Regions from separate parts of the Zea mays genome. Here region 2 is linked to region 1. Evidence: chromatin contacts called from public Hi-C data. All regions are on one chromosome and are shown on one strand. Each heading gives the region's core, a stretch centred on a gene start, on an enhancer-like site or on the middle of the called end of the contact. The rest is flanking DNA. Distances are from core to core; before and after follow the strand shown. Region 1 holds the start of LOC100191624 (RuvB-like protein 1). Region 2 holds the start of SMK2 (Small kernel2).

Region 1 (4,702 bases), core at 1,377-3,876:
AATTTGTTGTGGTATTAATGCAAAAACTGTTTTTGCAGATGTTTGGTGATGAGAGAAGCTCTTATCCTGCTAAACCGGCTGGCATCACACGCAAACTATTCGAAACCAACCTTGGAAGTGCTGACGAGAAGCAAGTTATGCGCGACCTGGACGATCGATGTTGCGAACCGGCTGCCCCATACGTGGATGGCAAATGATCTCGCGGAGCTGGCCCAGAAATTCAGGTCGCGAGTGTATGCTTTCATAGAGGAGAAACCCTTGACAAGCGACGGTACCAATCTGGGCGCTTCTAATAAGAGATGAGATACCCAGGACTGGCGCAGCCTGAGGTAGCTTGGGTAGTAATATGGAAAGCATATTGCTAGCGGCTCGACAAGTTTAGTTTCTTTTTTTTCCCTTACTGACACTAGGGTTTTGTTTAGGAGTTAGACTGGCTTGGCTGGGGCGAGTCGCTAGCTTTTGCTGGCGGTGTACAGAGGCGAATGCTTCCTCGCCATTTTTGAGGGGGAGGGAGAATGTAGTTGTACTACGGCAAGTCCTTGGGAACGTACATCATAATTGTTGTTTGGACATCATCTCATGGCTTTGGCATTGACCATCGCAGCTTTTTTGAATTGAAAGTTTTAGTTTTTTTCTTACCAGGATGATCTGACTGTAAGCAATTGAGGATATTGGATGGGTTTGTTGGTTGTGAAGTATGGGTGGATGCCTGTTTGAATGTACTAGTTAATAGATAGTTGGCTAAAAAGTTGCTAGTGAAATTAGGTGACTAACCATAGTTGTCTAACTAATGAGTGGTTGAGGGTGCAGCTAAAGCTAATAGTTAGTTCGACTATTAGCTGAGTGTGGATGTTTCTAACTAAAAGTAGCTAATAGTCAAATTATTAGTTAGATTGTTTGGGTATCTCTAAGTAATTTTAACATAGATTGTTTGGATATTTGTAACTAATTTTAACCGTGATATTTGAGAATACAATAGGGTGTTTGGGAATAGAGGTAAAATCTATGAATTCTATACTACGGCGTTGCTAATACTGTAGTTGTTTCAAAGTTTTGTAAACTTGGGTCCCGACCTCAGTTTGCTGAGTTTCCTCGCCTTGGAGCCTGCCACCAGCTCAGTCCCGCTCCCTGCCTGGGTGCCCCGTTCGCTGCCCAGGAGCCCCATCGTCCCGCGGCCAGGAGCTCCATCGCCCGTCGCTTAGCATCCCGACGCTCAAGAGGCCATCGCTCGGCCACACGCGCTGTAAACTGTGTTTCTAAACACCTCTATGTATCGGATATTGTGGTATTTTAAAATTGTGTTATTTAAAACTGAGCTTATGTCATGGCTTTGAAATACCGTGGTTTTGAAAAACTGTGCTCCCAACTATTAGCTCTAGGGTGTGTTTGAATGTAGGTCTAAGAGGCCAAGAGTGCCATGCCAAGCTATTTTAGTTGGTATTTGGTTGTAGGTCAAATTTTGGTCATGCCAATATAAATCTATGCCAATTTTTAGTCAAAACCAAGACCAGCAAATTGGCTGCCAAAATTTGGCTTGGCCCCCAATGCATTTTGTTCACAAACCAAACACCAAAACTTGAGCCAAATTTTGGCTTAGTCCAGCTTTGTTAAGCTACCAAATTTTGGTCGGGCTTCTTTGGTCCACAACCAAATAGATCCTAGTTCCTTTGAACATGACCTAGGACATTTAAACGAGACCTAAATATAAATGCTGAGAGGCCCAACCCTCTCCCACGGCCTAATAACAGCCCAAGACGGGCCGGTCCAGCCACCCCTTTGCTCCCACAGTATACATGTACATGTGGGCCGGCCTGGCCCGGCACGGCACAGGCCCACAAAAGCACGGCCCATAAAGGCACGGCCCACAAAAGCACATATCTAATTATGGGCCGTGCCGTGTCAGCACGTGTGCCCAGTCATCGGCCCACGGCACGGCCCACAATTAGTTATGTGTGTCAGGCCGGCCCAAATAGCCCAAAATACCTTAATGTGCCAGACCGGCCCATATACATACAACAGTAATACATCAACAAAAAGTATAATATATATATGACCAAAATAAAACTAAGATGTTTTGTGGATGCACATTATAAACCTTTGGTCAGAAAGAAAAAAATATTACAACTAGCTCACAAATAATATTCAGTTCTCTGTTTAGTGTTTAATTGAGTACTATACATCTATACAGAATACATATACAATGATCATCATCACTATTCACTATCCATATCTAGGTATTGGTTCTCGATGGCTTAATGAAGCTCTAGATTCTCCAAGTTATGCTAGTCATGTGGGCTTTGACGGACCTTAAGTTAAATACTGAGTCTATATTTAGTGGGCCTCGGTGTGCCTTAGTTAAATGGGCCGTGCCAGGCCGGCCCGTGGGCTTGACTTGAGGCCCAGGCACGGCCCACAATATGGGCCGTGCCGGCCCAGACCCACAATTAGGTTGGGCCGTGCCAGATATGGGTCGTGCCAGAAATTGTGTGCTTTGGGCCGGCCTATTAGGCACAGCACAAATGTACACCTATATCCCACAGTCGCAGACTCCCCCCCAGTCGAGGCGGCAGCACATACAACTTCCCACAGGAGACCAGTGGCGCGGCGTCTCCCATCCCCCGCCCCCAAATTTGTTGCGGCGGGAGAGCCGGAGAGGAGGCAGCTCCACAGAAACAGAGAGCGCATAACCGGCGGCGTTGGCGGCGATGAGGATCGAGGAGGTGCAGTCGACCTCGAAGAAGCAGCGCATCGCCACCCACACCCACATCAAGGGACTCGGCCTCGACGTAGCTGCCCGCTCCTGCGCTCCTCCTCGCCCTGTTTTTTTCTAGGGTTTTAGCTTCTCTGTGTCTGCGTACTAGTTCCTCACTGTTTCCCCCCTTCGTTTTCTTATTATGGGAGCGGAGCAGGCCAATGGGATGGCGATTGCGTTGGCGGCGGGGTTCGTGGGCCAGGCGGCGGCGCGCGAGGCGGCCGGGCTGGCGGTCGACATGATTCGCCAGAAGAAGATGGCCGGCCGCGCGGTGCTCCTTGCGGGTCCGCCCGCCACGGGCAAGACGGCGCTAGCGCTCGGCATAGCCCAGGAGCTCGGCAGCAAGGTCCGTGCGTTCGGTTGCTCATTTTTCTCGGTCCTCACACGAAGCAGCTGTTCATTCATTTGGTGGTAAAGGGAGGGGTTTATTTCTCCCCCAAGGTCCTGCCGTTGTATGCACATTTGTAAGAAAGAGGGCCAAATTTAATCTACTGGTTTTCTATATTGACTGGTAGTACCAGATTTTTATCTACTCAATTCTTCTATTTGACCATGAGGATATGTTCTGATAACTATGGACTATCCTCATTTAATTCTCTGTTTGACTGTTTATTATAGATTTTTCTCGAAAGCGCTCGAAAGCTCAAGAGAGCTGCGCGAAAATATATTAAGGAGATAAAGGTCCAAAAGGACCCCAAGATACAAATAAGGCCGCCCTACGGCGGCCAATAACAAGCATAAATGAAACCATCCATGACAAAAACACTGCTACAAAAACAGCACTACAGCTATCTAGCTAACAGGGAGACCTGGGATGGGGGCAGTAAGCAAGGACAACTTCTTTGCACCAGCCATAACCCAAAGATCAATCTCCAAACCAACACTTCTAATAGCAACAGCAACACTAGGACTCTTATTGTCAAAAACGCAGCCATTGCGATGTTTCCAAAGGGTCCAAACACCAAGAATGACAAGAGAGTTAAGACCATTTCTTGCAATCCCAGGAATCTTGGATTATTACCCTATTTGGTGAACAAGAAGCTCTGCATGGGCACACCGCACACCAAAAAGTTTAGCTAAAATTCATAGAGTTCTTGAGGTATTTTAGCATACCTAATGTCATTTTAGCTGCGTGGTTCAAGTTTTGTGTTCAACTAGCTGAATTGGTGTTCTAGGGGGGACAGTCTGGTAAAATGTGCTTGCCGAATTGGTGTTCTAGGGGACAGTCCGATAAAATGCGCTTGCTGAAGTCACTGTAGCACTTATGTTATAGTCTAATGTTTCCTTCCTCTATCACTATACAATGCAGGTCCCTTTCTGTCCTATGGTAGGATCAGAAGTGTACTCCTCGGAGGTCAAGAAAACTGAGGTGCTGATGGAAAATTTCCGTAGAGCTATAGGTTTGCGTATAAAGGAAAACAAAGAGGTTTATGAAGGAGAGGTAAGCAATGGATATATGCCCATGTCCAAGTTAAACGAATACTAGGCTATAATTGCATTAGTGATTTCCTTTATTTATCAATGGTTTTCATTATCGCTTTGATAGCTGATGTTCCACTTCGTGCTTCTATAATAAATTTACCATTGTTAGTCTATAATAAATTTACCAGTGTTGCTCTGTTCCTAGGTTACTGAACTTTCCCCAGAAGAGGCTGAGAGTACAACTGGTGGATATGCAAAAAGCATTAGCCATGTAATCATCAGCTTAAAGACTGTTAAAGGGACTAAGCAACTGAAGTTAGATTCTTCAATTTATGATGCTCTGATCAAGGAAAAGGTAACTGCCTGCTTCCTTGCCTATCCTGTTGGTGTAGACTTTTGAATCAAGTTTTTACTCTTCTATAACAATGGGCAGTCTAGTTGTTTCTTACTTGAAATAATGTCTTGATCAACATTTTAAATCTTCTGTCTATTGATAAATTACCCTGGGAAAATTTTATGCTAACTCGC
Region 2 (4,702 bases), core at 1,430-3,929, 150 kb before region 1:
ACGCGGCATTCCTCCAGCAGAACCGCGCCCGCTTTGGCTACGCCATCGTCGTCGTCGGCGAGCCCCCCTACGCCGAGACGTTCGGCGACAACCTCAACCTGACCATCCCCGCGCCCGGGCCGGACGTCATCCGGAACGTGTGCGGCGCCATCAAGTGCGTCGTTGTGCTCGTCTCCGGGCGGCCGCTGGTGGTGGAGCCGTTCGTCGATGTCATCGACGCGCTGGTGGCGGCGTGGCTGCCGGGCACGGAGGGGCAGGGCGTCAGCGACGTGCTGTTCGGCGACTACGGCTTCACCGGGAAGCTGTCCAGGACGTGGTTCCGGTCGGTGGACCAGCTGCCCATGAACGTCGGCGATGCGCACTGCGAGGATGCACTGTTCCCGTTTGGCTTTGGAATCGAGACACAGCCGGCCACATATTAGAAGGTTATTGCATGGCCCAAAATTGAGCTAAATTCTTGGACTTTGTTAGCGTCGGTAGTGGGAAGCTTCTAGAAGAGAGCAGGAAGGAGTGAGGATTCGGGAAGAAGACTTGGAAACGAGGAAAGCAGGGAGGAAGGCGAGGCTGAGAACTAGTGTCTTTGTCTGTTCATTAATTGTTCGATACCTTCTTACAATACTAGAGAGAGCTTATAAACTACCACCCAGTCCGGCCAAATACACGACCCATTCGGACCCAAATACTCATGTGTTGTCTCGCCTCTACCGCTCCGTCGTTGTGGCAACGTCAGTATCGTTGGTCAGCTTTTTCATCTTCAGTGCTCCATCTTCAGTGCTGGTGAGCTTCTGACGTCTTTCTTGTATTGTTGCTGACAGACTTCCCCGTGAAATATCCAAAGAGAGAACTATCATTCGTATCCGAGTTTTATTACTAGATCCTTCAGTGTAGTTTGTCGTAGACAATAATTAATAATGTAATATGGTCTCTCTTCGGTGACATGATCCATTGTGTTTCTCCTTTGTTTAGAGGGATGTGGTTCACTGTGGACATGGTTTGTTCTATTTAAACCATGTGCTTCTACCACTCTTTTTTTTAGATTTGGCCAAACTCACCAAAAATAACGATGATTCAAAAAAATGCCCACACATATCCAGAGGCACACACTGTAGCGTACATGAAGTGTGTTGGGCTAAACGGGTTGGCTCATTTAAGTCAACTAAATATTTCATGGCCCATAACAAATGTTAGAGAGCTAGGGGATTAAACCCACATCGACTGTTGTTGGGGGTCTTCTTTATGTGAAGGTCCTAAAAACGCCAAATTAATAGTTCTTTCTTGGCATATATCTAAAATATTGCAGGTACCGTCGTTTGAAGTACCTTCGGAAGGACCGGTTAGAGGCACGAGAGCATGCTTCGAAACATAACTAACAAGAAACGCATGAACAAGATACGAAGGATGACAAAGCCAAATCTATTACCGAAGCGTTGAAAGTAAAAGACGACGTCACCCTTATGATATTTGTGAACCATATTTATAAATCTTAAGGACATGAATGTAATTCCATATAAAGTTGTTATCTCTTCTATAAATAGAGAAACAGTGTCATGCATAAACGCGAGACCGTTTGGAGGTGCGAAGGAAGGGGAATGGCGTGGGAAAATAAAATCATAGGGGATTGGGAGCGTCGCCGCCTGCGGAATATGCGCAATGGAGAGTTGGGTACAGTTTACGTATGCGATCGGATTGGGAGACTTTCTTCCCTCCTATAAGAAAGTTTAAGACTAGAACATTAGGAGTTGTTGGAGTTACTTTTATTGGAGTTTCTCTTAGGTAGCGTTTGGTTCCGGAATATGGCGGAACGAAGCCGCTACGCTCCCATTTTGGTGTTGTTTGGATTTATTTCATATAGAACAGTGTGGTTCTAAAAATGAAAAATTATGCTTAAATATTGAACCATCTGGCTTCCCAAATTTTATCGGACGGAGCCGTACATTCTAACTGGCACCGAAACCAAACACTACCTTAGATCCAATACCAAATTAACGTAGTACTGGAAATAGGTTGCAATACAAATATGTTGTTGGTATGTTATTGGAATTGCAATTCCAACCAATACTTCTAGTTTTAGTCCACTAATGAGGAATTTAGTTTTTATTACAACTCTAAATTCATTATACAACCAAACACCAGAATTCAGAAATATTGTTTCCAATTCTCAACTATAGACTTTAATATCAACATCCGAACATGGTGTAATATTCTTTCACGTATGACACAGATTGCCATCCAACTAAACCAACTGAAATGAAACAAGACATGCCATGAAAACAATCTTATGAGTACATTATTTGGGAAATATTAATTATATCAGCAAACAGAATTCCTAAAGCCATATATTCCCTGTGTTTAGAGTAGAGTTGGATTTAGGATAAAATGGGAGTGAAGGTATATTTGTAAAGATGAGCGCCAAAATATTAGAGTAGAGATATCTAAATTGGGCTGGGCAAGAAAACTCATGGTTAAATTTTGGGCTCTACTAGTTGTAACTGTAACGTAGAAATGAGTGGGGGAGGGACTGAGCCCTCACTCAATTTCTTATTTTTATTGGGCTGGCATTGTGGCACATCTTCCATTATCCAGCCCAGCACGTAACAGCGTTTGGCCCACCAAGCGCTCAGCCCGCTGACTTGATAACGTAACGAGCTATCCGCCACGGACATCAACACTACGGACGGCGGCGATCTCCCCGCCGACGTGGGCGAACGGCTCCACGGCGATCGGATGGCCACGAGCGGCCGTCGCCTACCCTCCCACAGTCCCACTCCCACACTAGTCCTTTTCCCCTGACGTGGCAGCGGCAAGTGCACCCAAACGTTTCGATATCCCAGAGTGGTGTGGCCGCCGCCGGCGGCTTCTTTCTCCCCTTCCATTCCGCTCCCCGTGACGTCACCGACCAGGCAAGCACTCCGCTCCACCAGAGCCGCCTCGCCTGTCTGTCCGACCCACACACCTACCGGAGCGCGCGTCCCGAGGTCGGCGGAGCAGGGTCGGGAGGAGGGTATGGCGGTGGTGGGCGTCCTCGCGCTGCAGGGATCCTACAACGAGCACATGGCCGGTACGGAATCCGATTTCGTCTCACTCACTCTACTGCCCACCAGATGCTCGTGTCGTTGATTTTGCTGCTGCTGCTCTCTGTGTGTGTGTGTGTGGGTGGGTGGGTGCAGCGCTGAGGAGGATCGGGGTGAAGGGGGTGGAGGTGCGCAAGCCAGAGCAGCTCCTCGGCATCGACTCGCTCATCATCCCCGGTGGCGAGAGCACCACCATGGCCAAGCTCGCCAACTACCACAATCTGGTGGGTGGGTCCTTCTTCTTCTTTGTCTCCGCTTCTCCCGTGGCCGACGCCTCTGCAGGGCAGCCTCCCCTCCAGGCTCTAGGGCTGCCACCACCCTTGTTGCGTCGCAGGCCCCCCACCCTAGGGTGCCCTCCATAGGATGACCCCGCTGCAGCTTATGAGGTTGCTGTCATCGCTAACCTCCACCTTTAGGAGGGTACTAGGATCAGATGGACAACATCGCCGTCTGCTGGATCCTGGCACCATCTCCCCTGAGCTGCGCCAGATCGACAGGAGCATAATGGTACGACGTGCCACCTCTGGCTCGCCCTCAAGAATCAGTTTCTCAAGAATCATGAGACCCACATGATAGTTCTAAGATCTCTACTGTGTTCAACTCAATCAATCCGAGAACACTTAATAACACATCAGAGAACTGATCCATCTTGGATCAATGCATACAAACACGAACACAGGTGATAGAGAGACATACACATACCGTTGCCTTGTGGTGTGGTGGTTTGTGGCGCAGTGTAGGCGGTTCGCCGCCGCCGCCGCCTGGAACCCCTGCAGAGGAGGAGGCACAGATCCAGGACCCGTAGTGGCTCCAAGATCTGCAGCCGCCATTAGGATGAAGCTCTTCCAGTCACTCGCGAACGCCAGGCGATGGGGCTTCTGTGGATTAGGGTTTAGGTTGAGGTACTAGCATTGGCTAAACCCGCTGCCTCTCTTAATCTATTTATATGGCGTCTTGTGACAGGGGTTTGCAACCAACAGTTAGGATAGCCCCGCCCCCCCCCGATCATGGGCGCGGTTAGACGGTTAGGATTAGCCCTATCCTGGTTATTGTTAATCGGCTAGTGTAGAGGACACACCCTAACAATCTCCCCTTTGTTCTCTACATACCTCACACTCAAAACTTCTCTGGATTCCATCCCTCAACAAGTTTACACATAGAGACTAATGTGTGACAATGACCGAATAAGTATCACCACACTCATTGACTATAACATGCTCCCCTGTTCCAGAATAGATTTGCGGAAGAGTGCCACTTGTTTTTTAGCATTTGCACTTCCTGGACTTCTGTATGCCTGAGATTGTATATTTATGTATTTATGACCTCCTAATTGCTTATAGCTTGTAAAAATCTCATTTCCTTTTGCCCTGCAGTTCCCTGCACTTCGAGAGTTCGTCGGAGGTGGAAAGCCTGTCTGGGGAACCTGTGCTGGGCTCATCTTTCTTGCAAACAAAGCAGTAGGTGAGTGGGTCACAAATTTATACTTGCCATGTTCTTTTTTGGAAACCAGTTAATAGAATGTCACGATAGTTGAATAGTGTTGCTTTCAGGGCAAAAAACAGGGGGGCAGGAACTTGTTGGAGGATTAGATTGTACAGTCCACCGAAACTTTTTTGGGAGTCAGGTAAATT

What was found. Hi-C and Micro-C count contacts between places; a contact is called where the count stands out from the background.
Region 2: a Hi-C map of endosperm shows a contact between it and region 1, with 1.9 times the contacts expected there. The contact joins the promoter of SMK2 here to the promoter of LOC100191624 in region 1. A contact is called at or near these places in 2 of 25 Hi-C or Micro-C datasets (endosperm and tassel).

The regions. Positions count from the first base shown.
Region 1 is chr4:247,718,207-247,722,908 of Zm-B73-REFERENCE-NAM-5.0, reverse strand. LOC100191624 (RuvB-like protein 1) reads left to right here and starts at 2,626. Exons shown (of 12, transcript NM_001137053.1): 1 at 2,626-2,786; 2 at 2,910-3,098; 3 at 4,062-4,193; 4 at 4,380-4,529. The coding sequence starts at 2,706. It overlaps LOC103654951 (protein dimerizations), which reads left to right. Exons shown (of 13, transcript XM_035967576.1): 13 at 39-695. The coding sequence ends at 303.
Region 2 is chr4:247,864,826-247,869,527 of Zm-B73-REFERENCE-NAM-5.0, reverse strand. It overlaps SMK2 (Small kernel2), which reads left to right and starts at 2,679. Exons shown (of 7, transcript NM_001411385.1): 1 at 2,679-3,058; 2 at 3,168-3,295; 3 at 4,445-4,532; 4 at 4,610-4,695. The coding sequence starts at 3,004. It overlaps LOC103654957 (beta-glucosidase BoGH3B), which reads left to right. Exons shown (of 5, transcript XM_008681768.4): 5 at 1-954. The coding sequence ends at 422.